6 separate regions of the Mus musculus genome follow, and all the other regions are linked to region 6. A link is a contact called in public HiCAR-type, HiChIP or PLAC-seq and promoter capture Hi-C data. All regions are on one chromosome and are shown on one strand. Each heading gives the region's core, a stretch centred on a gene start, on an enhancer-like site or on the middle of the called end of the contact. The rest is flanking DNA. Distances are from core to core; before and after follow the strand shown. Region 1 overlaps Ftx (Ftx transcript, Xist regulator (non-protein coding)). Region 2 has its middle 37 kb from the start of Jpx. Region 3 holds the start of Abcb7 (ATP-binding cassette, sub-family B (MDR/TAP), member 7). Region 4 holds the start of Uprt (uracil phosphoribosyltransferase). Region 5 has its middle 23 kb from the start of Zcchc13. Region 6 holds the start of Rlim (ring finger protein, LIM domain interacting).

Region 1 (4,831 bases), core at 2,021-4,520, 400 kb after region 6:
CTTTAGAATGCACCCAAGTCCTGATTTGTCTTTGTAATTAACTCTGATAGGGTATTTCTCTGGCTGCATCCCTCTGAATAGTTGATCCTCACACCCCCCCCCCCCAACCGCCATGTGGCAGGTAAAGATGTCCCAGTGGCTGGCAGCAGGGAGACATCTATCCACTTAGAGAATGCTGTGCCAGTAAAGCTGGCGTCTTGAATTTCAGGGTGAGCCTGGAGAAGCAAAGTTACTAAGCTTGTTAAGTATGAAGTATTTAAACTCGGAGACGTAGGGAAAGCACGGGGACAATACACAATTTCAAGGCTTCCTGAGAGCTGAGATTAAATGTATGTATAATGTCTACCTAGATGGTTCCTTGGCTTTTTGTTTGTATGATTTATTGATTAATTTTGGTTTTTCAAGACAGGGTTTCTCTGTGTCCTGGAACTCACTCCCAAAAAAGGGAAGGATAGAAGAAAGATTATAAAATGTACATATATTGATGGAAATTTTGTCATAGCTGTGAGATTCCTTCCAGTGGTCTAGCAAAGGTACCTCAGAATAAGATTCATAATGAAATTGAAATTCTTTGGGCTTGTGGATAGTTTCATAGTCTTAAGGAAAGGATGTCTGTAGATACCTCCATTCCTACCAGGCCTTTGGATAATATGGGGTCCTGCTGATCTTAATCTTAGTCCTGGTTCTGCTGGGTGGCTCTGAAAGCCTTATCAGTCCTTGGATTGCTTAACAGTCAGGTGACTGGAGGGACTGCTGACTCATCGACTTGCTGTCTTCAAGTGACCTTCAGGATTGTAGGATAAAAGACCTGAGGCAGACTTTTAGGCACCTCTCTGGGGTCTGGCACAGTGCATTGTAAAAGGTGACAATGAAATTCCTTAGGTTTATCTTTGTGCTTTCAGCCCTGATGATAAGATAGCTTAGGCATCTGCAGTTTTTAGATTGATAAACCTTGAATAATTAACTTCAGGCATCTGATCCAAAAGAAGTAACCAAAACTAAAGGCAGATGTTCTAGGCTTTCGTCCTTGGTTTAGTGACCTTGTAGGCCCAGGTAAGGAGAGAAGTGACCTTGTAGACCCAGGTAGGGAGAGGAGCCATGGCTTTTTAGCAAAAGAAATTCTAAGTGATTGTTATTAAAACAACAGGAGAAACAACGTATGGTCTTCCATTAGACTACATATATTAGAAGTTATTTTGCATTGGTAAACATTTAGCTAAGCAGACATACACACTCATAAATAAAAATAAAATTTTTTGCCAGGCAGTGGTGGCACATGCCTTTAATCCCAGCGCTTGGGAGGCAGAGGCAGGCGGATTTCTGAGTTCGAGGCCAGCCTGGCCTACAGAGTGAGTTCCAGGGCAGCCAGGACTATACAGAGAAACCCTGTCTCAAAAAAAAAACAAAAAACAAAACAAAAAAAAAGAGTCTCAGAGAGATCTCAGTGGGATTCTATTTGTTGATAAAAAACAAAACAAAACAAAACCAATTAAATAACTAAAATGAAAAATTTTTGTAAGAAAAGGTATGTGACTATCTTAGTATATCTGAGTTCAACTATCTGACTTAATGCATGTGTTTGTTTATGTATTTTATTAGTATAGTCTGTTGTTTGTGTTTTTTTAGACAGGTCCTAATCTTAATGTACACCTTTTTACCTTGAATTAAAACATAGCCAAGGATGGTCTCGACTCTTAGCTTTGTGCAGTTTTTACAAATTTCTGATACACTGCTGTTCTAAGAAGTACTTTTATTGTTTAATCTTAGGTGTCTCCTATGTATTCCTAATTGACCTGAAACTAACTAACCTGGCCTGAAACTCACAGCAAATCTCCTGTTCCCACCTCCTGCGTCCTCAGTCGACATGTGTGCACCACCATGTCCTTCACTAACATTGTTTTAGTTTATAGTGCAGTCATTTCTTATCCACTCTCTTACCTGGGATATTGTCCACAGAACAACACTTGCCATAATAAACAGGGTCATCATTTTCTAAATATTAGCATATATTAGTTTTTTTTTAAGTATGGTGTATTTGTGACACTCAGGTTTTTTAGTATAGTTCATTTGTGACATTTTTGTAGGCTTAAATCTTTCTTACATCGTTGTAATTATGCAATATTTTCCTTTTGTGTCCAGCATACTTTACTTAACATAGTATCCTTCATGTTCATGCATCATGTATATTTGAGAAGTATTTCATTGTATGGACATGAATTTTGCTTGGCCATTCATGTTGTTCCTATAACTCTTTATATGGCTACATTTTGTTCTTGTGCTATGTGTACATAGAGCTACTCTGAAGCATGCTTGTTGCTTTTAGCTATAGGAAGGAATTCTATCAGGACAGGATTCTTTACATCTTACAATAAAATCCTTCAAATTCACTTAAATATGAAGATACGGGATTGGGCTACGTATGCAGTTGGTCCTCCACTTCACAAATATGCTTTTCCTTTTTCTGTAAATATGCTTTTATTTTATGCACAAATATGCTTTTCCTCTTCTGTAAAATTCCAGCTGAGCCTCTGTATTTGCTTTTTGAAAAAATTTGCTATTGAGGATTATATAAAATCATTTCAATTTAGCACGCAGAAATTATAAAGTTATAAAGTATATATGCTGATTTCTGTAAATTTGACAGAAGTTTTAGAACATTAGGGTGGGGGAAAGGGTCTCATTATGTAGTTCTGGTGCCCTAGAACTCACTGTGTAGTCAAGCTGGCCTCCAACTCATAGAGATACGCCTGCTTCTGCCTCTGAAGTGCTCAGACTAAAGGTGTATGCCAGTATGTCAGCCCAACTTTAAGATAGTTATTAAAGGCATATAAAGAAGTCTAATTTTATCCCTAAATTTAGTTATTTAAACATGTTCAGGTACCTGTACAGATGAGAAGCGGTGAACTACTATGTGGAAATGAGTCCAGGTCATTTACTTAGTCATAGTAAAGCTGGAAATAATAGGAAGGTCTTTGGAATGGTTAGAGATATTAGTAAAAGAAAAATGGAAAAGTCTATTACGTGCTGTTAAGATTTTGTGCAGTACCTGTCTAGTAAAAACCTGAATATGCCTCATAAAGTCGGGCAGACTCAACAAAACCTCATGAGGACTTGGGGCAACAACCCTAGGGAGTACAGACTCTTAGAAAGATAATTGTACTATCTGGTTAAAGGACTAATTATTACTCCTATCACTTTAGTGTGGCTCAAGGTAAGCCCACCTTCCTGAGTGATTGTCCCTTGGCCAAGCACATGACTCAGCCCAACTGGATTAATTTGTAAGGGAGGAGACAATGGCATGCCTGCACCCAGAGGTAAATTCCATTCTTTCTGCTGGTAGATAACAGACTTCCGTAATGTGCCTTGAATACTACCGCTGAAACATTTCTGCTACTATTTCCATTATACGTTATAGACAAGTCATCCAACGAGTGAAGTTCAAACTTTGCTCAAAGAGTACCTTCTCTGAATCTAATCATACAGCAGCCTGCCATGCTAGTGCTTTGCTATATTTTCTAGTATTGTCTTTGTAACTTCATTGATAGTCTTGATATTTTTTTGGTATTTTTATCCCCCATGATCAGTCTTTCCTGATAACTTACAGTCTACCACACTTAAAAATGGTACTCCTTCGAGGCCACCCTGGTCTACAAAGTGAGTTCCAGGACAGCCAGGGCTATACAGAGAAACCCTGTCTCAAAAAACAAAAACAAAACAAAACAAACAAACAAAAAAATGGTACTCTTTTCAAAGCAGTATATTGATTCCGAAATAGAGAGCTCTCCTTTGGAAGGAGCCAAGCATTTCCAGAGAACAGTTTGTTTTCTTATACATTGGAACAATTAGAATTGTTTGTGTGTAGGGGACATGTACATTGGGGTCAGAGGATAAGTTGATAGTTCTCTCCACCAAACTGGGTCAAACTTGGCAGGATGCATCTTTATCCCATGAGCAATCTTACCAGCCCAGTATTGTAAAATAATATAACCATCCCTTAGTTTCTGACTCCAGGGCCCCTACCCCTAGTGTTACAGCTTTCATGAACAAGAAAGCCTTGCTCCTTGCTTTTTGGCTAGATCACCTCCCAACTTTTTCTTTTCCGGGATTGCCTTTGGTCCATTACAGAACTAAGAAGACAAAAAAGGTTCTTGTGGGGCAAGTGCTGTCAGTCAGGCCCTGCATTGCCTGGTCTCTTTAGTGCTCTCTAGCTCTAGGTTTTCAACCTCCCTTTAACTATTTTGGGTTCTGTCTTTCCCTATGGTGGTGGGTCTCAGCCTGTGAGTCTTGACCCCTTAGCAATTGTCTACGACCATTGCAGACACAAATGTCTACAATAAATGTATAACCATAGCAAAATTACACGCATGAAGTACCAATGAGAATAGTTTTATGGTTGGGGGTCACCACAACATGAAGAACCGTCTTAAAGGGTCTTAGCATTGGGAAGGCTGAGAACCACTGCTCTATGGAAACTTATGGAAGTTACTCTGCCCCAAAAGTCACTTGGATTAACCCTGGCCCCTTAGCCATTCCAAATATGAGACTTGTGATCATTTTTACTCTGCCATTTGATCTTTTTAATGTGCTCTCACAGGACAACTTGAGCAGAATCTAAGAGATTCCTTTAATTACAAGGTGCAAATGTCTGCTTGGCATTAGATTTGCTGTCTCTTTGGAAGGTGTGCCGCATCTTTAGAAAATCTGTATCCTTTATGCCTGCTGCTACCCCCAGAATCTTAAGACAAGGGTAAGTTGTTTGAGATAAGGAGTGCAGATCCTTACATTAAAGGTTCACTGAGTAGGCCCTGCTGAGTTTTATGTGTAAGCATTA
Region 2 (5,110 bases), core at 2,314-4,813, 450 kb after region 6:
TGCCTGTGCCATGAGGCTTTTCAGTACTGCTGCCTAAGAGCAGGAGCACAATACAGGAGGGGAGACAGGCCTGAGGGGAGGGACCCTCTGAGGAGACACTGCAGCCACCAGCAGAGGCCAGAGCAGGAGCTGCAGCTGGCAGCTCCCCAGCCAGGCTGAATGCAGCTGCCCTGCCTCCCTTAAAGGGGAAGCCTCCACACAGAGGAGAGCTAGGGATTAAAGCTTTCATCAGCTCATCAGAGAGAGGCACTGGTACCAGGGAAGGAAGGAGTGGGATGTGGAACAAGAGCAAAGGCACAGGCAGCCAGCGCCATGTACACCAAGGTGGTGCACTTTTCCAAAGCCTAGGGATGAAAAGGAGAAACAGAGCTCTTGCTTCTGAGGCATGGAAACACACACCACACACACACACACAACACACAAACACACAACACACACACAAACACACAACACACACACACACACACAACACACAGCTAAACCCTGAGAGAAGCTCCCTGGACTATAGGATGTCCCCAGACAGCTGACACAGGAAAGTTCTTTCCTCTGTGTACCACAGCAGGGGCACATGGCAGTCTTCCTCCCTTGTGGGCTATGGGAACTTTGAGCACCTGATGAAACTTTAATTTTTTTCAAAACCTATTTTTTTTAAAGATTTATTTATTATTATATGTAAGTACACTGTAGCTGTCTTCAGACACACCAGAAAAGGGAGTCAGATCTTGTTACGGATGGTTGTGAGCCACCATGTGGTTGCTGGGATTTGAACTATGGACCTTCGGAAGAGCAGTCTGGTGCTCTTACCCACTGAGCCATCTCACCAGCCCTCAAAACCCATTTTTAATAATGGATGGATCTTAGATGCTTTAACCTCCCTTGTAGACTACTACCCACCAGAAGTACTGGGAAAGAAAGCATACAGGGAAGCAGACTTTTTTAAAAGGTTCTCTGGAGCAACTCCTGTCTGTGTTGTCTGGAAATCGGCAGTTTAGTTTACAGGTTAGCAGTGGCAGCCCGATCCACTCGCAGTGCAAACACTTCACTGCAAACACAAACAGGTATCTGCAGTGATGGCACTACCTAGCAGAGACAGCCAGGCCTCAGCATTGGCACAAGTCAGCAGGAGGGACCTTAAGGGACACCAGAAGTTCCCAGCTGTGCCTCTCTCAGGGAAGCGGAAAATCATCCAAGACTGGAGACCCACACACATTGTGCATTTCACAGCTAGCTCTATAAGCAGTCCAAGCTTGGCCTCAATCACTGTCCATCGAGTCCTAGTTATACCCTCCAAACATCACGTGTCCTCCACAGGTCTTGCCTCAGTATGCGCACCTGTCTCAGCTGACATTACTTGGCCAATCAGCCCGAGTCCATTGAAGCAACAAGAAACTGCAGCACACTATGGGAAGTTTTTCGGTATGTTTCTCTCTATGGAGTACTGACAAATGCAGCTCAACTACACAATGTAAGCTGGGCCAAGAAATGAGTGTTGTTAGCAAAGAATCCTTTTTTTTTTTTGGTTTTTTGAGACAGGGTTTCTCTGTGTAGCCTTGGCTGTCCTGGAACTCACTTTGTAGACCAGGCTGGCCTTGAACTCAGAAATCGGCCTGTCCCTGCCTCCCAAGTGCTGGGATTAAAGGCATGCGCCACCACACCCGGCTCAAAGAATCCTTCATCATGTGTCCTCTAGCATGCTTGCTTTAGCAGAACATCCTTTCTCCTGTTTCTGCTTCAGCTAAACATTCCTTCACATGTTTGCCCCTAGCAAAACACCATTCAACCAAGTTTCCAATGAACCCTTAAGTTTCCACTTCAACCTGATGTATGCCAGGTCTGTTCAGACTGAAGCTGTGACAGAGATGTACTCTGCTCCTTAGCGAGTTTCTACAGACATTGGAGGAGCTTGGAAGGATGGTCAAATCAGCTGCCCTGATAACTAGAGGCCTACCTTGTATATGGACCCAGACCCTGCATGCACAATATCTACCAGTTGGGCTTCAGTATTACCTGCGTTCAAGTTGCACACTCTGGGTGCATGAAGGCTCACATTCAGTGCGTTCCATCAGATTTAATAGCAAGAGGGCAGAAGGGACAAATGGGAGATAGAAGAGAGTAGTAAGGAACGCTGGTCAGATGGTGAAGAGTCTTGGTCCTTATGGAAGTTCCAAGTGGAGACTTTGAGGTTCGCTTTTTAGAAATGTCTACATGACATTCATGGAAAGGCAGAATTTTTTTTTGATAAATAAAATTATTGCATTTAATGTTATTTTCTTAAAAACCCAAATCATCATATCCCTTAATGTTGTACCAAACAATGCCAGTTCAAATGATAGAAAATGTATGTCAACAGTACCTGAAAACAAAATTAAGAAGGGTATAAAGCCCTACCTACAGTTTGTCTAATTTACATCAAGCGGTCATGGAAACAAATGATCATTAAAATTATTTTATAATTATGTACAATGAACAAAAGCATAGTAAGTAGCAGGGTACTTTTCCACCATAAAATTATTTACAGCCCTTTGTTCATCTAGAAACACTAGCTTGAGAGGTACTTGTCAGGTATATTCCTCTTGAAATAACTTCTCTACAGCAAACAATTGTCTTCTATTTGGAACACATTGAAGAAAATAATTGTCTCATTATTTTTGTGTTTTGAGTCTTGATTCCTAATAGTTCAAGGTATTATGGGAGAATCCTGGTGTCCTGGATAGCTCAATAACAAACTGAGATCTAGCAGAGTGTTTGTATTCTGAGAATACTGTCCAGTGCATGCAAATGCTTGCGTGTAGGCTGTGCGCCCAGACTCACAAAGCCTGTTAGGAAAGCTTCACACAGACTTTGCTTTGCTCCTTCTTTATAGGGCGTTGCGCTTCCTTCTCCGTTTTCTTCCTTTGTTGTTCTGCTGTCTCTTCTCTCCGTCTGAAATTTTCTGCTGCTTCAGGACTTCTTCTGCTTGCCAGGCTGCGTCTTCTTCCTCTTCCCATGCACTGGTATTTTCTTGCCACGTATCTAAGTCACCTAATTTTGAAGACTGATGAATAAAAGGCCTATCTTGTGCAGCTGCCAATCTACTGGAAAAACCTGTGCTACCATCTGGGACACCAAAATTCAATGGTTCTCTCTTCTTAATGACAATTTTCTGAGTTTTCTGTATAGTTGGAGTTATGGCCTCGAAGTAGTCAGGTTCCAGTTGCTCCAAAGAGTTCTGCTGTGTTGCCACAATCCCATTCCCTCCTTCGATGCACTAGTGGGCTCATCTTCATCCCAGGAAGTCCACTCCTCCAGGTCTGTCTGCTTAGGGACAGACGAATAATCAACTGTGGTGGGCAAAGTTATTTGATCTCCACTTAATTTCCTTCCTCTGCCAGATCTGCACATTAATCTCTTTAGGAATGAGAACACTATTGCTAGGCAAGTACAAACTTTAAAGAACCGAAACTGAGTGATGGCCATGGTGAAAACCAGAACTTGCCCCTCCCCCTCCCCGCCCGCCTGCGCTGCGGAGGCTCAGAGCTGCCGCGGGCCGTGCGCGCTCAGCGGCTGCCTGCCTAGAGCTCGCGCTCAGCCATCTTAGTCCCAGCTCCACTCATTCAAAGCCGGGCGCGCGCACGCGCTCCGTCGCAGCCACCGTGGCCGCCCCTTCTCCAAAATTCCCCAGATTTTTTTTTTTTTTTTTTTTTTTTTTGCAAAACCCAGTAGTTAAGTACATATCAAGAAATTAGAAACTAAACTTAGTAAAGAAATGAGGGCTGTATATGAAGCTCAGTGCAGAAGGCCCTGGATGCTACCCTCTACTCGCAGCGTGGAAACAGACACACGCACACCAGCGCGAACACATGCAGGAAGGAAAGAGTATCTTGAAGTGTGAATTGGCTCTTGGTGAACTTCTGGTTTCTGAAGAAGGGAAGCATCCCATTAAGTGCAGCCAATGCATAGTACCTATTTGCTCTTAAATATTCTGTATTTGGTCTAGGTGTTATAGCACAAGGAAGTAAAAATCAATCTTAAATGCTCAGCAATTATAGTTAAACTTAATGCAGTGAGATTTAAAAAAAAAAATCTCCGGAGCAGTGGTGGCGCATGTCTTTAATCCCAGCACTTGGGAGGCAGAAGCAGGCAAATTTCTGAGTTTGAGACCAGCCTGGTCTACAGAGTGAGTTCCGGGACAGCTAGGGCTACACAGAGAAACCCTGTCTCCAAAAAACAAAACAAACAAACAAACAAAAATATCTCCTACTAACAGTAGTTAGCTAGCATGAACAGCCCAGAAATTAATGCTCATGTGTGTGGTCGGGTTATTTTTAACTGGAGTGTCAAGTCAACTGAATTTTGGGAAAAGAATAGTCTTTTCAAAACAAAGGGTTCAGGCAAGGCTTTATGTGCGTGTACAAAAGAGTGATTTTTTAAAAAATGATCCCAAGGACCAGGGAGATGGCTTGGTAGGTAAAGTGCTTGCCATACAAAAACAAGCTCCTGGATTCAAATCCCCAGCATCCACGTAAGGGCACACATTTGTAGTAATATTGCTGAAGATGCAGAGACAGGTGGATTCCAGAGTCACTGGCCAATCAGTGTCACTGAAGCTGTGAACTTCAACATTAAATTAGAATGTCATCAAGGAAGACATTTGATACCAATCTCTATCGACTTGAGTCTAGCCTCTATATACACATGCATACAGATAGGAACACACACACATATCACAAACACATACACTCAAATAGAAGGAACTAAGAATGCATTAAAGACCAAAACAGACCAGTTAAAATCATAAGTGCTAACAAGAATATACATTAGACTTGGCAATGACTTTAAAACAAAGTTCAGAAAAGCAAGAGAATGGGAATTTAAGGTCATCTTTACTACAGCATGGACTATATTAAGCCCAGTTCCTAAAAACAAAAACAAAAAACAAAACAAAAAAACCCATTTTTATACAAATAGCCATGTGCAGTGGTGTGTGTATAGCTATAATCCCACCACTTTGAACACAGGGGCAGAAGAATTGCATACCAGTTCTAGGCAGCCAGGGTTACATTCCCAGACTCTGTCTCAAAACAAAACAGCAACACAAAATGATGAAAATGCCCTGGAAATGGTGGCATTT
Region 3 (4,768 bases), core at 840-3,339, 430 kb before region 6:
CTTAAAAAATAAATCTTTAAGCTGGGCGTGGTGGCGCATGTCTTTAATCCCAGCACTTGGGAGGCAGAGGCAGGCTGATTTCTGAGTTTGAGGCCAGCCTGGTCTACAGAGTGAGTTCCAGGACAGCCAGGACTACACAGAGAAACCCCGTCTAGAAAAAAACAAAACAAAACAAAATCTTTAAAGACCTCAATAATGTTGCTTTATGTCAATAGTACCTATTGGTATTTCTAGTAAAAGCCCAGATTTTGAGAAATTATCTATAGTATCAGATGTGGGTATTTCATAAATTTAAAATCTTCTTCTGATTGAAATATAGGATTCTACATGGCTTCTTGAAATTTTCATTTAGTTTTATGTTTAAGAAGTAGGCAATGGGGGCTGGAGACTTGGTTTAGCAATTAGGGGCACACTGCTAAATGTGATCTTGCTAAATGTGATCTTTGTTCTTGCAAAGGATCTGGGTTCAATTCCTATTCATACAGATGGTAACTCATGACTAATTATAGGGCCACTGAACCTTTTTCTAATCCAACACTTCCAACTCTTAAGCCAAATACTGTTAATCCAGCATAGTTTGATGGATATACAAGTATGATCATTTTACTCTCCTGATTAAGGCATTCAATAGCTGCAGCACACAGCATTAATTTCTTAAGACAAAATTGCCATCAAGAGTTTCTGTTCACCCTGTTCCATCTCCTACTATTTTGCCATCAAGAGTTTCTGTTCACCCTGTTCCATCTCCTACTATTTTGCCATACACTTTCTGGACTCCTGAGCCTGAAAGTTTTCTTATGAATTCCTTCTTTTCATATAGCCATCTTCTTTACATGTATGGAGGGATAGTCAGCCTCTTTAATCTGAAATTCTAATTATCTTCTTCCCCAGAAACCTGGTGAGTGATATGGATCTCAGAAGAAAGTGAAGCTAGCTGCATGGGCCATATATATCTTTTGTCTTTTGTCATGACATCTCTCATTAGTTTATAATGCTTCTACAGAATTAATTCAAGATTACTTACCTGCCTTGTGTAAAAGGTTTGAAAATGAGCCTGGTGTAGTTATGCCTGCTTTTAATTCCAGCAATCCAGAGGCAAGGACAGGGGGACATTGGAATTTGAGGCTAGCCTGGTTTGCATAGCAAGTTCCAAGTTCCACAGTAGCCAGGCCTTTATAAAGAGAAGGGAGAGAGAGAGAGAGAAAGAGAGAGAGTGGGAGAGAGAGAGGGAGAGAGAGAGAGAGAGAGAAGTGTTTAAGGAGAGATTTTTGAGAATGCATTAATGAAATTGTACCTTCTTGACTCCAGGTTTTCAAGTAGCATTTATATTTGGAAATTGTTTCCCACCCAGATACTTGTAAACATATTTCCATGGTATTTGGTTTGATTATAGTGCTGACAAAATAATACAAATGTGTCTTTAAATATGCAGTTTACTATATAACATGTTCACTTACCATCCACCTAGCAGTTTTTAAATAAGGGACTCTGAAGAAACCAAAGGGAAGAGCTACAAGGAGGCAAATTAATGGAATGAAATATGTGTGTACCCCGAGAGCTCCTTGTCCCAACAGCAAAAGACCAAAGGCAAATCAGGAAAATAAAAGGTTTTACAATGAAGGCGGCGACTCTCACTTGTGAAGCCTTCTCCAGGGGAAAACTTGTCTGTACTTTAATCCTCAACGTTAATGCACAGGGAGAATGAGAGTTATGCAGAGTGGAGCATGGCATTGAGTTGGAGACAAGAAAGGAATCGAATGGCAGACAAGATAGGGTTGTCATATTTACCAAAGCAACACTTGGGACATAATTATCCCAATCATTTGTTTTTTATCTGAAATAACATTTAAGTGGGTAATCCTGTATTTTATCTGGCAACGCTAAGAGAGAAGAACAATGGTAGTCTGATGGTCTGGGCTGTGCAAGAAAAAGCCCGAGTCACTGGGGGGAAAAAGAGTAAAGCTCTACTTAAGCACAAGCATCTTCAGACACAAGCTATTTCCGGTGTCGGGCGCGAGCGGGGGGAGGGGAGAAAGCAATGAAAGCCGCGGCACTCAGTCCGCCGGCGTCCCACAATCCTCCTCTCTCGGTTCCTTTTTCCTCGCTCAAGATGGCGCTGCTCGCGATACATTCCTGGCGCTGGGCAGCCGCGGCGGTCGCTTTCGAAAAGCACAAGCATTCGGCAGTTCTGACCCGGGCTCTAGTCTCCATGTGCGGCTCAGGCCCGCGATGGAGTTCGTCCCAGCGCGGCGCGTCAGGAAGCGCTCGGCTGTCCCAGGTGTGTGGCCGCGCGCTTGGGAGAGCAGGGTGAAGGACAGGGGAACCTGGTAGGGAAAGGGTTGCCCTTGTGACCTCAGGTCAGAGGGAGCGCGCCTAAGGAAGATTGTCAGGGCGAGCTCAAGAGTGGCGGCGAGGGTAGGAAGTTAGGGTTAGGAATTGGAGGCGGAGAGGAAGAACACGTTTGGGGACAGCAGAGAGCCGGGAGGTTTCAGGCACGGGGCACCTGCAGTGCCGGCGTCCTGTAGGGCTTTGCCGCTTGTTTTCTAAGTGGGTGGCAGACGGGGCTGCTTCCAAAAGTTCCTCGTGGAATTTGGTGCTGAGCGGCCCGTGCTTCAGAGTGTACTAAAGCGGGAGTATGCAATTGCGAGTGCACTTCAACAGGACAGAACGCCACCTATAAACAAGTAGCACATTTAATTGGTACGTTAACTCCCTCAACTGACAGGCGAGCTCCCTCGGAGGCAAAAACCATAATTATCCTTTTCTCCAAAATGTACACTGCTCGAAGACAGACGCTTTGTTATCTTTTGCTATGACTATTCAATTACGTTCTTTGTGCATTCCCTTAGTGTGGCAGTGATTATGCTACCTTGGAATATTGGCTACCATTAGCTCATTCAATAAGAGTTTGTTTTAAAAAATCGTCTGTGGTACTTGTACTTCAGTTTGTGGTTTTTTTTCCTCATATATTGGCAATATTTTAATTGCCACCACGTGTTCGTCAGTATAACCTTAACATACTGTCATTTTTGTTTGGAAAGCAGTTTCTTAAATTATGACTCCCTGTCAACAAATATTTAATGTCTACTACTACTATAATCATAAACACTGTTTAGATAACAGAAGTCAAGAGAAGCATACAGTTAGGCCTTCAAGGGTTGAGGTTTGGTTTGGTTTTTACAGACAAGGTCTTGTTTTGTAGTCTCGTTAGGCCTTGAGTGTGTGATCCTCCTGCTTCAGCCTACCGAGTACTGGGATGACAGGCATAAAGTGACAAGGATTGTACAATTTTTAAAATTGAAAAATATTTGAAATCGACAAATAATTGTGTATATTTGTGGAGTGTGGTGTGATATTTAATACATGGATGTAAGTGATCAGTTTAGAGTAATTGGCATAGTTTGCATCCTGAACACTTGTTATTAGTATAGAGAATAATATTTTAGAGATGGAAAGAGTCTGTACTATAATGCTATGGAATGTCAGTGATTAGATCAGCACTTTTTTTTTTCTTTTAGGTGAAATAAAGTAATATAGAAAAGAAACTCTAGGTTTTTCGGATATTAAGGGATGAATAGTTTTGTGAACTTTTGTTCACATATTCCCTATAATGTGATTACTGAGATGGGCTATGAAATGTATTTTTTTTTTTGCATTATGCTCTAGATTCATAGCCACTCGCTTGTTGCGGCCATTAAAATTAAAAAAAAAAAATAGTTTCTTCGGCCTATTAGCCACATTCCAGGTTTTTAATAGCCAGGTGTGGCTGGGATGTGTTGACAACATAGCTAAAGCTGTTGAACAATATGATTTTAAAGAATATGATATCTAGCCCTTCTAATTTTGCAGATGAGGAAACTAAGCCACAAAAATTGATAAATGAAAGCCTTCAAGGCTATTCATTCATTTATTGCTTTCTTTGTGTCAGGTACTTATGAAATAATACTCTCGTAGTCACCAAGGACACAGCAAATGCTGACTTGTACTAATAATGACGAATACTATTAATGGTGGGAAACACCTTAAGTATAAAAATTATTGTTAAAACCAGAGGATTTTTATATACCTTTAAAACTGTATAGTTCCTTATACAGCTGCTTCTGGACTATAGTATTTCTACTAAAAAGATTTATAAATCATGTTGCAGTTCTGGGGATGAAACCCAAGGCCTTATATAAGCTTGGCAAGCATTCTATCACTGAGCTGCATCCCCACTGCATGAATTTTATATACGTTGTAGTTTATATTATTAACATTTAAAATAGTAGATATTGCAGTATCATGTACTTTCTTAGCATGTTTTAGCATTAACCGTCTCTGTTTGTATTAATCCTGACACTCAACAACACCTTGTATTCATTTGTAATTCATCCATTTAAAAGGACATATTAATGGATTCTACATAATCAGTGATATATACCACCATTGCCACATTCAATTGCCTCAAAAAGAAACATGCTTTTTGTCTGTCTTTTTATGCCTTTGTTCTTCTGACCAGGTCTAAGCAACCACTAACTTATACATTCTTTATATATTTGTCTATTCTGGACATTTAATATGAATGGGATTATTTGATATGTGGTCTCGTTGTTTGATGTTGTTTCCTTAAAACATTGTCTCCTGTAACTAAGGCTGACTGGACTTGAAAACCTTCTATGTAGCCTAGTCCATAATCAGTCTACGAACTGATTATAAGAAATGCACTACCCTACCTCTCAGTATATGACCTTTTTTGACTGTTGCTTTCATTTTGCATTATTTTTAAAGG
Region 4 (5,062 bases), core at 2,451-4,950, 500 kb before region 6:
CATAACGACCCTTTATGAAATCTAATGATAACTGAAGATCTTCACCCCTGCAAAGGCATATAAGCAAATATTCGCGGCAGCCTTATTCATAATAACTAAAGAGCAAAAAATACCCAAATATTCATTAGCCATTGGATGTATTAATAAACTGCAGCAAATCTATATAATAAATTATCATTCAGCCACACAAAGGAGTGAATTCTGAAAACATCACACTAAAAGAAACTGGCCAAAACAGCAACAATCACACAATCTTATTCATATGTGAAGTCTTGAAAAGTTGTTCTCAGGGTTTGACAGTAAAATGGATTTAACCACAGGCTGGGGAGAAGAGGGGAGGAGAAGGAGGTAGAAAGGTTGATCAAGGAGTACTGACTTAAAGTTAGATAGGAGCAAGAAGCTTTGTTATACTATTGCATAGTAGGTTAACTACAGATACTGTGTTACACATTTCAAAAATCGAGAAGAAAGTATTTAGAAAGCCTTTACCATAAAGAATTAACAAGTGCTTAGAGAAAGAAATTTATTTAACCCGATTTAATCATTATGTGATACTCCATTGATGTGTTTTTCTATTGGTTAAATAAATGTAAGAGCTAGGGAAATGGCTCAGTTAGTGAACTGCTTGCATGCAGGCATAAGAACTTGAGTTCCGGTTCCCAGCACCTACCCACATAAAAGGCTGGGTTGATGCACATCTTTAATCCTAGCTCTGAGGAGACAGAAATGGAAAGATGCTTGAAGTTTGTTAGCCAACTAGTCTTACTGAATTGGTGTGCTCTAGGTTCAATAAGAGACCCTGTCTCAACAAAAGAGATGGCAGTTATCAAATCAAGGCTGCTATGTTCAAAAGGCAGTAGTAGATGCATGCATGTGAGAGTGTACAGGTGTATAGTGATGGGGGAGATATCAGATGTCTATTTCGCTCTATATTCCACACACATACGTACATGCATGAATACTTATACCCACACAAACATGAACACATACATATACCACAAACACACAGAAAAAATATCCAGAATAGGCAAACTAATGGAACTCTAAAGTAAACTAATTTTTGCCTAGGGCTTGAGGGGGTGTTAGGTAAATGTGGACTGACTACCTGTGAGGTCTCTTGTTGAGGGGATGACTATGTTCTAAAAGTGACTGTGGTAGGTGAAGAACATACAGAAAACCATTAAATTATACTTTAAAATGTCTCAATTGTATATGAAAGTTCTGTCTCAATAAAAATGTTCTTTTATTTGCAGTGCTTGGAATCAAATCCAAGGTCTTATGTCTATAATGCAAGAATCCCTCCAACAAAGATATTTTTTAAATAACCATTACCATGGACAAATAAAATTTACTAGAAATTCACTGAGACCCCAAAATTCATCTACAAGTGTAATAGATCCAAGAACCAAAGTTAGTCAATTCCAAGAATTATCAAATTTTCTTTATTTCACAGATGTCTTACTTCAGTTGTCCCAACAACTACCAAAACTATGCCTCATCTTTTTTAAGCCTCTATGCCATTAGATCATGTGATCATAGTTTTCAATACTGATTCTTTATAAGCAAATAGTACAGTTTCATAAATATAAGCTTAAGAGCTAGGTCCAGGCATAGCAGTGCACCCCGCATAACTCAAGCATTCAGGAAGCTAAGGCAGGAGGGTCAAACACTTCAGGCCAGACCGGGCTATACAGTAAAACTCCACAAAAGGTAGAAATAACCTTTAATGATGGAGCTCTATTACTTGCAATGAATAGCTGTAAACCTAATAAGCAAGGTCCATACACAAGTAATAATATTTAAAATAGAAAGGAAACCTTCCATTTAAAAAACGGTCAGGGAAAATCAGCCAGGAAGAATGAGTTTAGCCTTGAAAAAACAGGAGTTGACCATTAATAAAAAGGGATGTGGGGAATTCTAAATGAAAGCAGAAACAAGGAACCAAAGGGGGCTAAGCATGCCCAAATTGGTTCCAAATGAAGGCTGCTGAGATGGCAGTTATCAAATCAAGGCTGCTATGTTCAAAAGGCAGTTGTAGATGCATGCATGTGAGAGTCAGGAAAACTGCAGTACGGAAGCACTGGAGCCCACTACAAGAGTATGAAGAAACGGTTGCCAAATCGTATTTATTTTAGGGCATTTTTAAATGTCAAGACATGCTAGAAATACAGTGGTCTTAAATGAGCCGTAGCTGCTCATTTAAAGCTGCCAATAGGAGCCAGGTATGGTCTCAGGTCCAGTAGTTCCACCTACTTGGGAGGTTGACTTGTGCCTTGGAGTTTGAGGCCAAAGTTTGAGCAGCAATTTAGGAAAACCCTGTCTGATTAAAAAGAAGAAAAGAAGAGACAAGAGAAGGGAAGGGAAGGGAAGGGAAGGGAAGGGAAGGGAAGGGAAGGGAAGGGAAGGGAAGGGAAGGGAAGGGAAAAGAAAGAGAAAGAAAAAAAGGAAAGATGGCAGCTATATTTCACTGTGGTACATAGCTATCCAAGAAAATCCATATTCCAAAATATTTTAACTTTTCAAGTTCTTGCTATACTGATTTGTGGGATTAGGAGGATCCAACTTGTTCTTAGGTTACCTTTGCTGTTAACTACATTCTGTAAGTTTTCAGTAAAACTGTCTTGATAAGAGTGGAATCATAAACTTTCTGGCAACCAGGTAAAGCTGAACTCCCAATCAGTAAACAAAATGGCAAACTGCAGGAGCAAATGCTGTTGAGTCAGAGGGCTGGCGGAGCACATCATTTCCCTTGAAATTGCTTTAGTTTTGTGAGCTTGGGCTGTCGGGGTGTTAATAACCACAGGCAGTAACCATTCCTGGGTTATACATTTACCACGTGGTCGGGAACTGAGCAGATGGCATAGGGGTGTGTACCTGCCTGGCACAGTAGAGGATTGGTCATGTTTAAGACAGACAAAGAGGCCGGAAGAGGCTGAAGGCTACCTAAAAGGTTTCCTTCCTAAACAAAGCAATGTTAACCGCAGCAACTAAGAAGGGGCCACAGAAGTGTCTCACTGACTCCCTCCCTACTCACAGGCCAAAGAAAGAGGCCTGGCTCTAATCCCCAAAGACCAGTGTGCCAAATGCAAACAGAAGCTTTTTACTTTCACCCTGCAGCCCTCCGCTCCCTTTTCCCTTCCGCTCTAAGCTTACTTGTCCCGGATGATAGTCTGAAGCTCCCGGATCTGATCATTCATAGGCAGCAACTTAAGCTGAGCCCCAATCTGTCGGGAGAGTTCACAGTCCCCTAGCAGGGAGTCGCCGCCGACAGGTGCATCGTAGTTGCCACTGTCACTACTGTCACTGTGGTTCTCAGAGTGAAGATTAGTGCTGCAGCAGGCCGGAGAGTCCCGCTCCGAAAGCACGCTAGAATGGGCGTGCCCAGGGAGGAGAGTCAGCTTAGCCATAGCAGCGTTATTTTCCTCTGCATGATCCAGGACCCGGTCCTCGGCTAGCAGATGCTCGGGACTTGGGCTAGAAGTAGAGTTTACTTGCCGATTGTGACAGGGCATGGAGTCCGGACGCTGTAACTCCGAGGCCATACACGGGGCCCCCGAGCTATCCCCGCTGCTATCAAACCCTAGGGATAAAGGGCAAGAAGAAAAGGATGCGGACACGTGCGTCCTCCTGGCCCCTGGCTCCTCCAAATCTCTAACCCTGGCTGCCCTCTCACCCCTAGGCCTCTACGGTCCTTTCGCACGCTTTGCCCATACCCGCCCACACCAGACGCACTGCCGGCTTAGACACCTTATTGGCCCATCTCTCTGCCAGTCTACAGCATGCTGGTTTGTTAACTCTTTTAAGTCTTTCCTGCTTGAGAGATTATCACAGTTGCTTGGCAGAGGTGGCTAAACCAGAGATATCCCTGGTTGCTGAGTCCTCAGAAAACCCCTAGGACTTCTTGCAATCAGAACTTTGGTAGAGCCAAGAAAAGATACGGGTGGATTACACATGTAAGGCACTGTTTTCTAACTTTCTGTCTTGGCAAAGAAAACATACTTGGGTAGTTGGCTGCATCTTCAAGCTAATGGCTTATCTGTGTAACAGAAGAAGCAAAGTAAGAACAGCTAGCAGGCTGGCCTTTCTAGACTCTTCTACAAGATGTCATTTCGTGTGTGTGTGTGTGTGTGTGTGTGTGTGTGTGTGTGTGTGTGTGTGTGTTTGTGTGTGTGTGTATACAAATGTAAGGAATTTATTGAGCTTTCTGAATTTAAGATGACAAACAACAGCTTTTTTTTTCTTTCTGTATTGTTTTATTTTTATTAAGGCTTTTTTGTTTTGTTTTGTTTTGTTTTTTGTTTTTTGAGACAGGGTTTCTCTGTATCGCCCTGGCTGTCCTGGAACTCACTCTGTAGACCAGGTTGGCCTCGAACTCAGAAATCCGACTGCCTCTGCCTCCCGAGTGGGATTAAAGGCGTGTGCCACCACACCCGGCTTATTAAGGCTTTTTTATTAGATATTTTCTTCATTTACATTTCAAATGCTATCCCCAAAGTCCCCTATACCCTCCCCTTGCCCTGCTCCCCAACCCACCCACACCTGCTTCCTGGCCCTGGTATTCCCCTGTACTGGCAAGATGCCATTTCTTAAGTACGCTTGACCACTAAAATTTTTCTTACTGATACTGGTTGGGCACTGAATTGCACATGTTACTATGGCATAATTTTCATTACACTGTTTGTTCTCCCAAACAATACTTGGAAGGATGGCTTTTAAAAATGTTTAGGTACCCACCAAGAAAGTCTAGAATAATAATTTGCAAATGTCCATTGTATCAGAAAAATTGTAGAGCTTGTTACGATGCAGAGTTTTAACTTGACATGAAGGCACACATCTGTAATCCCCACACTTTGAAGGCTGACATGGAAGGATCAAGAGTTCAAAGCTAGCCTGAGTTATAAAGCAAGCTCTAGTCTCAAAAATAATTAAAATAAGCAATATTTGTTTGTGTCCTACTTCCAAGTCTATACATCACTATTTATCATTATAGTGTAGACATTTTAATGTCACTGCACAATCCCCACACTTTCGAAAGGTTGTACAGTCTTTTCACTTAACACAT
Region 5 (4,474 bases), core at 1,459-3,958, 330 kb after region 6:
TAAAAATAGATTATTTAATTGATTGGTGGATGGATTGATGGATAGAATGACTAGAGATATGGCAGAAGTTCAGTGGTTAGGAAAAGGCAGTTTTTTCATTCTGCGGAAGCTCAGGCTCAAATGTTTCCTTCTCAAGCCTCTGTCTGTGATTGGACTTTTATTGGCCTTTACAGTTAACATGCATGTATCCAGAGGCTAGAAAGATGCAGTTATAAAGTACTGGCTGCTTTTCTAGAGGACCTAGATTCAAGTCCCCACACCTGCATCGGGGCTTACAACTACTTCTAAGTCCAGTTCAAGAGGGTCTCCCTAAGCACAAGGAATACACCACTCCAAGGAATACACACTTAGAGGCACAGACATCCAAAGAGACAAAATACAACCAAGTGTCTGGCATGGGGTGTTTTGCTCCTTCAGGCTCTCCTGTATGTATTACACAATGCTTGTCCTGTGGATTCTGTATTCACTGAGCTCTGTGACACCCTGCTCTTAGATTCTGAACTTATCAGTTTAAGTAGATTCTCTCTTAGGAATTTTCCATCCAGCACCCCTACACCATGTCCCCCACTAGCACACACACACACACACACACACACACACACACACACCTTAACTTTTTAGATAGATGTCAGCTTGATTTGTCATGAGCTTAGAACTGGGGATGGAAGTTGCTAATTATCACCATCTATTGCTGCCATGGAGAAACACTTTTCAGGCCTTGAAATGACGTCCGAGCCTCTGCTTGGACCACAAACTTCAGAACTTTTAAAATAATCCCCAAAAGATAAAAAAGCAAACAGAAAATAACATCTATCACAAATTTACACCTTTAAGCCTTTGGAGGGGGTGGGGCATAAGCTATTACTATGCAACCTAGATCGTCATAGAACTCAAAATTTTCCTGCCTCAATCTCTGAAAGTAGTGAGTTACAGACATACACACCAGCCCAATGAACTGCCAAAATGCAAATATATATGAGTTTATGTCATCATAAAAATTCTGTTCTTAAACTATTAGAAAATAGAGAAGGCCACATGATGGCAGGACAATTAAAATACTAGAAAAACAAAGCAAAACAAAAACAGCACCATGGTCCTTGCCAGTAATCCTAGCACTTGGGAGAGGAAGGCAGGAGGTTCAGATATTCAAGGTCAGCTTTGGTAACAAAACACGTTCCAGAGCAGCTTATAGTCCATGAAATTCCATACAGAAAGGAAAGGGGAGAAGGAGGGAGAGGAGGAGGAAAGAAGAAAAAGAGGCGGAGGAGGAAAGACAGCAAGGGAGAAGATGGTCATCATGGGACCCTCCACACATGCAGGCCAAACGTTTATACAAATAAAACAAATCTAAAACGAGTTGGGCAGTGGTGGCGCGTGCCTTTAAATCCCAGCACTTGGGAGGCAGAGGCAGGCGGATTTCTGAGTTCGAGGCCAGCCTGGTCTACGAAGTGAGTTCCAGGATAGTCAGAGCTACACAGAGAAACCCTGTCTCACCACCCCCCAAAAAAAATCTAAAAAGAATTAAAATAAAGAACAATAAAATATACAATGGCACACATCTGCAATCCCAGCACCCTTATATTGAGTTGGAAGACAGAGACAGGAAAATCGCCCAGAAACTCAGGAGCCCAGCTAGCCTGTATGCAGTGTACTGTGTAAGACAGAAGAAAAGAGGTCCTGCTTCAGTAAGATGGAAGGAGAGAACTGGCTCCTGAAAATTGTCCTCTCACCTCCACATGGGCTGTCATGGTGTGTGGATGGGCTTGCACACACACACACACACACACACAGAGAGAGAGAGAGAGAGAGACAGAGAGAGACAGAGACAGAGAGACAGAGACAGAGATGAGAGAGAGAGAGAGAGAGAGACTAGTAGTATTGTAATTATTACCAAGCTCACTGTTCCTTTGCAGAAATCTGTTTAAATTAAAATAAAGACAAACCAGAAAAAAATTTAATCTTTAGGAAACTTCAAAATTTCAGAGCCTCCCATTAATTGGGACCCCATCAAAATAAAACTGAAGCTGAGTATAGCTAACTTTGTTTTTTGTTCTTTGTTTGTTTTTGAGACAAGGTTTCTCTGTGTAGCCTGTCTGTTCTGAATCTCTCTGTCTCTCTGTCTCTCTCTCTGCCTCTCTCTCTGTCTCTCTGTCTGTCTCTGTCTGTCTCTCTCTCTCTCTGTATGCCAGGCTGGCCTCAAACTCAGATTCATCTGCCTCTGCCTCCTTAGTGCTGGGATTAAAGGGGGGCCCCACCAGGCCCAGCTGCTACAGAATGCAATATGATTTTGGCAGCAAAACCACAACTGGTTTGATCTTGGCTGCACTTATGCAGTGGTTTTTTACAGTCATCCTGACATTTTTGACATAAACTGTATTGAAGAAAAAAAAAAAAAAAAAAAAACAGAACAAACTATGCATTGCCTCTTGTCAAAGCATGGTGAGGAATACTTTATTTTAGATTTAGATTTAGGAATTTAGGAATTACTAAAATCTACATTTTAGATGATGGAAGGTTGGGGATCAACTGTATATGAAGCATGGACAACTTGGAATTCACAAGAAAATAAATGAAAGTCAATGGGCAGAAAGTCACTAAGTGGAGGAATCATCAGGGCTCAGGAGGTTCTGGTTAAACTGAGCTGAGAGGCAGGGAGAAAGCGCCACAGTGAGCCTCCAAGGAATGTGCTTGGACAGCAGTTGTGTTGGGGGTGGGGAGCCTTGCTAAACTGACTTAGAAGACTGCACAAGGAAGTAAACAGGTTTAGGAGAAGGTTCAGGAGCTTGACTAAAGATTAACCAAACAAAGAATTTTGGCGCCAACTTTGGCCCCAGTTTTAGCAAGAACCCTGCTGTTAGTTTAGGGAGACTCTTCCACCTTTGGTAACTGATCACTTAATAGACCTTTGTTCCTACCCTTGATATCTGAACACTAACTCAGGCACAGTTGTCAGCAAGAATTCTATCTGGCTGAGGAGTTCTGGCACAAATTTTGAATCCCAGCACTTGGGAAGCAGAGGCAGATCAATTTCCGAGTTCGAGGCCAGCCGGGTCTAACAGAGTGAGTTCCAGGACAGCCAGGGCTATAGACAGAAACCTTTTCTTGAAAAACCACAAAAACAAGAACAAAAACAAAAACAACAACAACAACAAAACGAAAAAAGAAAGAAGAAAATCTTATCTGGTCAGGTAAGCAAGACTCTCCCCTACATTTGCTGGGCTCTCTAGTAACATGTTCAATCCACTCAGTGTAACCACCACCCTGGCCTTCAGGCCCTTCCTGACACATTGCTTCTTAACTGTAAATTCCTGGGTGTCTTTCCTCTATTCGTCATTGAGCCCAGCCCCATACTGAGATCTCTCTTTTGTTCTACTGCAAATTTCTTAACAATATTTATCTTTATCATCACTCCAATGTCCAACTCTAGTTTTCTTTGACAGAATCCAGACCCTTCTTTATTATTACAGAGAACCAAGACCCATAGAATACCTCTTCCAAGAAAACAAGGCACAGCATGGTGCAGCAAGATCATACCCAAAGCCTCCTGCATGCTGTAGTACTAAACTATGCCCAACCCCAAGGCAATTCTTAGTGAATTTTAAAGATAAGCATGAACATTTCAAGAATGCCAGAAGATAATGGCAGACAATTGGAGTGAGTCAGATTGTATAGGGCCTGGTAGCCAGAGTTTACTTTAGACTTTGGTTTTTATTCACCATAAAACGAGCATCCATTATAGATGCTAGCATTCCTTCTAGGCTCTGCCCCATAGTCAGGTGTGCCTGACTCACTAAAGGGGCTGTTTGTCCCCTCCTCCCTCTCTCTTACTCTTTTACCCTCTCTGTCCCTTCTCTCCCCATTCCCTTCCCCCTCTCTCTCCACATATTCCTGCAGCCTCTACTCTCTCTCTCTCTCTCCCTCTCTCTCTCTCTCTCTCTCTCTCTCTCTCCCTCCCTCCCTCCCTCCCTCCCTCTCCCTCTCCCTCCCCCTCTCCTTCTTCCTCTCCCCTCCCCCCTCTCTCTGCCCTTCTCTGCCTGTACTTCCTCCACTCCACTCCACATGCCCTAAATAAACTCTATTCCATATTATATCAGTCCTATGTCTGGTCCCTGGGGGGGTTGGGGGGATGCCTCAGCACTGACCCACAGAGGCACCCCCTTCCACCTCAACATACCTTGCTTCTGCCAAACATATCCTGGTTCTTTTTTCTCTTTTATAAAACACAACAACAGATTTTCAAGAGGTGAGTAAAAATATTTCATCAAGTCATAAACTGAATCACTTTGGCAATGATGCTAGTCAGGAGTGAACTGGCTATAGGCAAAGGCTGAAGTTCTTTTTTTTTTCTCTAAAGATCTATTCATTATATATGTGGGTACACTGTAGCTGTCTTCAGACACCCCAGAAGAGGCCATCAGATCCCATTACAGATGATTATGAGCCACCATGTGGTTGCTGGGAACTGAACTCAGGA
Region 6 (4,407 bases), core at 796-3,295:
CCAGACTGGCCTTGAATGAGTTACAATCCTGCTTGATCCTCTTAGGTACTTTGATAACAGGCAAACACTGTGGTGCCCAGCTACACTGGGGCTTTTGACACACATTACCAGATTGTCTTTTAAAAGTTACATGACCTTTGAGCAGGGAAGAGTGAAGAAGGTTTGAAATACCAGTACGAATACTTGGGAAGTAGAAGCTTGACTGTAGATTCAAGGCCAGCCTGGGTCTCATAGACAGACTCTCCATTTTAAAATTTAGTCTCACACTTTAATCTCAGGCTGGTCTGGAATTTATTATGTAGCCCAAGTTGGCCTCCAACTCTCAGCAACCCTCCTGTCTCAGCTTCCCCAGTTCTTGGGTTTTTAGTGTGTGTGTGTGTTTTTGGTTTTTGGAGACAGGGTTTCTCTGTGTAGCCCTGGATGTCCTGGAACTCACTCTGTAGACCAGGCTCGAACTCAGAAATCCACCTGCCTCTGCCTCCCAAGTGCTGGGATTAAAGACGTGCGCCACCACTGCCCGGCGTGTTCTTTTTTTTTTTTTTTAAAGATTTATTTATTTTATGTATGTGATTACACTGTCGCGGTCTACAGACACAGCAGATGAGAGCATCGGATCACATGGCAGACGGTTGGGAGCCACCACGTGGTTGCTGAGAATTGAACTCAGCGCCTCTGGAAAAACAGTCTGTGTGCTTAACCGCTGACTCATCTCTCCAGCTCTTTACCGCGTTCTTAACCGGTGAGATAAACTAAGTGCTTTACAGAAAATTACGTAGGTAATGGAGAAGGTTAAATAGAGTGGTCACGGGTTTCTCTAGGAGGTGAGGTGAGGCCTAGACGATCCATGTAAAAAATATGAAAAGAAAAATATTATAGTGTAGTTTATGTGTGTGCCTTTTTTTTGTTTTTTGTTTTTGTTTTTCGAGACAGGGTTTCTCTGTGTAGCCCTGGCTGTCGTAGAACTCACTCAGTATACCAGGCTGGCCTTAAACTTACACAGAGATCTGCCTGCCTCTGCCTCCTGAGTACTGGCGTTAAAGGCGAGCCACCGTCGACCAGCTTCCAGCTTCCAGCCCAGTTTAAGCAACTGATGTAGCAATAAGTTAGGTTCGTTGGAACAACAGTAAAAAAGTTAGTCTACCTGTTCTTTTATCAGAAAACAGAAAAATAGGGTGGGAACACAGAGACGTACTTTAAAACGGGGTGGGGGCGGTTGGGTTCTTATTCCCTTTAACTGAACAATGGGAACTGAAAGGTGTATGGCGCATTCCCTCTGGTCCTTTCTTTAGGCTTTAGCATCCAATAGACGCTTCCTTAACCGCCCTTTTCGAATTCCCCCACTATCACTTTTTCCCATCCATTTACAAATCGCCACACCCTTTTAAAGTACTCTAGTTAGAGCCTCGAGGAGGCCTTCCCCACCACTTTTTAACATTGCAAATTCACTTTTGTCCCCACGTTTTATGCCTCCACCCACTTCCTCACTTTTAATCTCTAGTATTTAGCAACAAATTGTTTTATAAGTGTGTTCACCCTAGATTACCAAATCCCTTAAGGACTGAGAATTCTTGGACTATTTCAACTTAATTTATGGTTCAACTTCCTCAACATCTACAGCTGTGCTTGAGCTACAGTTGGCATTCGATAAATACATGTTGAATAAAAGGTTGGCTGCCGTCTACACTAGTCTGGACTGTATGGATCAATGCCAGTTACACCGATACTACATTCTTGTTCTCTGTGAAGGGCTTCAAGCGGCCCGACTGTGACGTCCTTCAGCTTTCAAAATGGGAAAGCGAAGGTTCCCACAATTCTCAGAACGCGAATTTCTCGCTACAACTCAAAATGGCGAAGGAGGGTGGGGCCTGTCACATGGTGGGCGTCCCAGTAGCATTTTTTTCCCGACCCGCCGCCCGTCTGGGCGGGTAGTCTGTCCGGCCCCTCCTCTGCCCACCAGGCCTTTTCGAGGGCTCAACTGGGATTGGCTGGCCAGCAGTCTGGGCGGGGGCCTGTGAAGCTGGGAGCGCAGCATCACTTCCTGTTGTGGGCAGTCATTTCCTGTCAGTGCTAGGTAACAATGGGGAAGATAATGGCTGATTGAGCTACGTCTCCGAGCTGGCGCTGTTCTAGAGGCGGGTCTCTTGCCCGGGTTTAGAGGCGGGTTAGAACGCGGCGGCAGCGGCAGCACAGTAGCGCAGCGGAGGTCCCAGTGGCGGCGGCGGAGCCCAGTTGAGTTCCCTCCTGGCCGAAACACCGTGTAAGTGAAGGTACGGGCACCCCGAGAAATGGGATGTCGGACTGGAGGCAGGCAGGGGCCGCGGCCCTCAAAATGGCCCGAGTTGGCCAGCCGCGGCCGAGACACCCACTACGGCCTCCGGACCTGGGCTCCCGGCTGTGGGGGGCTCCGTGGCGTAGTCGCCGCTGCCATTTTAGTTGGGTGGCGTGTGTCGGCCCCGCTCGTGGAAGAAGGGGAAGGAGTCGGGCAGGACTTCCTCTCCCAGGCCGTGGAGTCGGGGCCCGGCCCTCCCGAGCTAAGAACGAACGCCGGGGAGGCGATCCTGGACTCCGGGCCTCAGGCGTGAGGATGGCTCCAGTGCTTCTTACTAAGAGGTTCCCCCCACCCCCCATCGTCGTCGCCCCGCGTTGCGTATCGGGCTAGGGTTTGGGGAAGTGGGGTGGAGGTGCTCTTAATTCGGATGTTGGGAACTCTTGAACCTTCAGATTTTCACAGGATTCGCAGAGCCTCATTTTGAACGCTTCTGTAGGGCATGACCAGTTTGTTAACCTCTGGGGCTACGGTGACAGTCTTCCGGGAGGATCGGAGACAAACGTGGTTTGCTTCCCTGCACCTTTAGCCCTAAGTGTATCCTTGGCCAGATTTTACTAGAAGGGTTTTCCTCCTCACAAGAAAAAAAAAATTAAAAAAACGGAGGGAAAAGACGTTGCGGGTTGTTTTCCCTGGTAAGTGTGGGAATTGAGCCAGACTATTTTCAAGTTAATTTCCGTGTGATCTGCCAGCAGCCCTACCCCTCCCCCACTCAGAAAAAAACCCCTAAGGGTCTCTGCTTCTGCGGGCGGGCGGTACCTGCCACGTACGCCATAGCTTAGTAACTAGTATTAACCGGTTGGGCTTCTGCTTCCTGAATACTCAGTCCCTTTCCCCCTTCTGCTGATTAATTTCAAGATGGAGGAGACAGCCACGTTCTTTTCCTGGACAGTTTCACCATACTTATTCCACAGGTTCGTTTGGCATCTGAGGCCTAGGAGACTAGTTATTTAGGTCATTTTTTTCCTCTTTTGGAGGGGAAAGGGATTTTATATCAGATTCTCATGGGCTCCTGGCAGGCCCCACTGTATATATGTTTTTTTTTCCTAGAAATAAGTTGCTTACATTTCTTGACTTGTAATTAGCCACCGTGCGTTTGAATGATTGAAGACAGAAAGAATAGGAAGTGTAGTCCTAATCATTTCTTTGATTCTTTATAATTAGGAGGCAGGCACAATTACAGGTCCACCTTTTCCTCAAATCAGTTTCTGAAATACAGGTTAAGGATCTAAAAGGACCAACCCAAGCACCCTTTAAGATAACTATTTAAGGGCAAACAATCATGCTGAAAAGGTCACAAATATCTCTTAGCTTAAAATGTCCTGATGATTTTTATTATTTTAATTTCTGCCTTAGGCTACTGTGGTATGCCAAATAAGTTCTTGAAAGTGGCTCGTAGAACTTGAAAATAATTATTAGTCTGATAAGGAAAAGCCTATTTTAAACAAGCTAATATTAAAAGGTAGATTGCCTCTTGGCCTTTAAAGGAAATCTTTTATCTAACTCCTGGTTCCTTCTGACCTTGGTTGTCCAAATATACTAATACTAACATTAAGTTAGGTTGGGTTATGATATATATAACCAAAATGTGTTTTTAAGAATTTGTTGTATTTCAAAGAAAATACGGATTTTGTAATAGGAAGAATAATGAATGCTTTTTTTTTTCTAGAGCTGAGTGAAGAAGACTAAAATCCAGTTTATTGGATTTCAATACTATGTCCTAAAAGACAGGTAATTATTTTTGTGTTGTCTCCTGGTGATTTATAATAATAGAATGCATTTTACAAATATACGTTCTATTCTACAGTCATGTGGTTGGATGGATTCATTGGTGTTGGCTATTCATAATGGGTACTTTCTACTGTGAATTCAAAGGGTACCTTTTCAGTACCTGAAAGTGCTTTATCTGTGGCATCTGTCTGCCTGCCTGTCTGTCTATCTATCTATCTATCTATCTATCATGCTCTTTTTCAAGACAGTCTCTCTTTGTAATCCTGGAACTAGTTCTATAGATCGGCAGGCCTGGAACTTAGAGATCCACTTGGTCTGCCTCCTGAGTGCTAAGATTAGAGGTGTGCGCT

What was found. Promoter capture Hi-C pulls out the DNA fragments that hold promoters and counts their contacts. HiCAR-type assays count read pairs that join an accessible place to other places. HiChIP or PLAC-seq counts read pairs in DNA pulled down with a chosen protein or histone mark.
Region 1: an H3K27ac HiChIP or PLAC-seq map of extraembryonic endoderm stem cells shows a contact between it and region 6. The contact joins the enhancer-like site here to the promoter of Rlim in region 6. A contact is called at or near these places in 10 of 39 promoter capture datasets (the 3T3-L1 cell line, the C10 cell line, the HPC-7 cell line and 7 more) and 7 of 115 datasets of contacts at active chromatin or transcription factors (the 230-238 cell line, embryonic stem cells, epiblast stem cells and 4 more).
Region 2: a HiCAR-type map of astrocytes shows a contact between it and region 6, with 2.2 times the contacts expected there. The contact joins the enhancer-like site here to the promoter of Rlim in region 6. A contact is called at or near these places in 8 of 115 datasets of contacts at active chromatin or transcription factors (astrocytes, embryonic stem cells, large pre-B cells and 3 more).
Region 3: a contact with region 6 is called in a promoter capture Hi-C map of erythroid cells, with 23 times the contacts expected there. The contact joins the promoter of Abcb7 here to the promoter of Rlim in region 6. A contact is called at or near these places in 5 of 39 promoter capture datasets (cranial neural crest, erythroid cells, hippocampal neurons and 2 more), 1 of 484 Hi-C or Micro-C datasets (cerebral cortex) and 1 of 115 datasets of contacts at active chromatin or transcription factors (astrocytes).
Region 4: a promoter capture Hi-C map of erythroid cells shows a contact between it and region 6, with 18 times the contacts expected there. The contact joins the promoter of Uprt here to the promoter of Rlim in region 6. A contact is called at or near these places in 5 of 39 promoter capture datasets (the 3T3-L1 cell line, cranial neural crest, erythroid cells and 2 more), 1 of 484 Hi-C or Micro-C datasets (pro-B cells) and 1 of 115 datasets of contacts at active chromatin or transcription factors (astrocytes).
Region 5: a contact with region 6 is called in an H3K27ac HiChIP or PLAC-seq map of extraembryonic endoderm stem cells. The contact joins the enhancer-like site here to the promoter of Rlim in region 6. A contact is called at or near these places in 1 of 39 promoter capture datasets (cranial neural crest), 1 of 484 Hi-C or Micro-C datasets (embryonic stem cells), 6 of 115 datasets of contacts at active chromatin or transcription factors (acute myeloid leukemia, embryonic stem cells, epiblast stem cells and 3 more) and 1 of 9 other capture datasets (liver).

The regions. Positions count from the first base shown.
Region 1 is chrX:103,580,385-103,585,215 of GRCm38.p6, reverse strand. The region is part of intron 9 of Ftx (Ftx transcript, Xist regulator (non-protein coding)); the gene reads left to right. Among named protein-coding and RNA genes, the nearest start is that of Mir374b, 9.6 kb to the right of the region's middle. Within about 2 kb of position 3,270, at least 3 of the 459 cell types and tissues checked have an H3K27ac peak or open chromatin away from gene starts, as enhancers often do. A contact at or near this core is called in extraembryonic endoderm stem cells, where this site is marked.
Region 2 is chrX:103,527,829-103,532,938 of GRCm38.p6, reverse strand. It overlaps the pseudogene Gm9157. Among named protein-coding and RNA genes, the nearest start is that of Jpx, 37 kb to the right of the region's middle. Within about 2 kb of position 3,563, at least 168 of the 459 cell types and tissues checked have an H3K27ac peak or open chromatin away from gene starts, as enhancers often do. A contact at or near this core is called in astrocytes, memory CD8 T cells, pro-B cells and 1 more, where this site is marked.
Region 3 is chrX:104,411,167-104,415,934 of GRCm38.p6, reverse strand. It overlaps Abcb7 (ATP-binding cassette, sub-family B (MDR/TAP), member 7), which reads left to right and starts at 2,089. Exons shown (of 16, transcript NM_009592.1): 1 at 2,089-2,278. The coding sequence starts at 2,111.
Region 4 is chrX:104,481,441-104,486,502 of GRCm38.p6, reverse strand. Uprt (uracil phosphoribosyltransferase) reads right to left here and starts at 3,700. Exons shown (of 7, transcript NM_001081189.3): 1 at 3,154-3,700. The coding sequence starts at 3,542.
Region 5 is chrX:103,651,510-103,655,983 of GRCm38.p6, reverse strand. No RefSeq gene overlaps it. Among named protein-coding and RNA genes, the nearest start is that of Zcchc13, 23 kb to the right of the region's middle. Within about 2 kb of position 2,708, at least 34 of the 459 cell types and tissues checked have an H3K27ac peak or open chromatin away from gene starts, as enhancers often do. A contact at or near this core is called in extraembryonic endoderm stem cells, stem cell-derived epiblast-like cells and trophoblast stem cells, where this site is marked.
Region 6 is chrX:103,978,923-103,983,329 of GRCm38.p6, reverse strand. Rlim (ring finger protein, LIM domain interacting) reads left to right here and starts at 2,045. Exons shown (of 5, transcript NM_011276.4): 1 at 2,045-2,267; 2 at 3,996-4,057.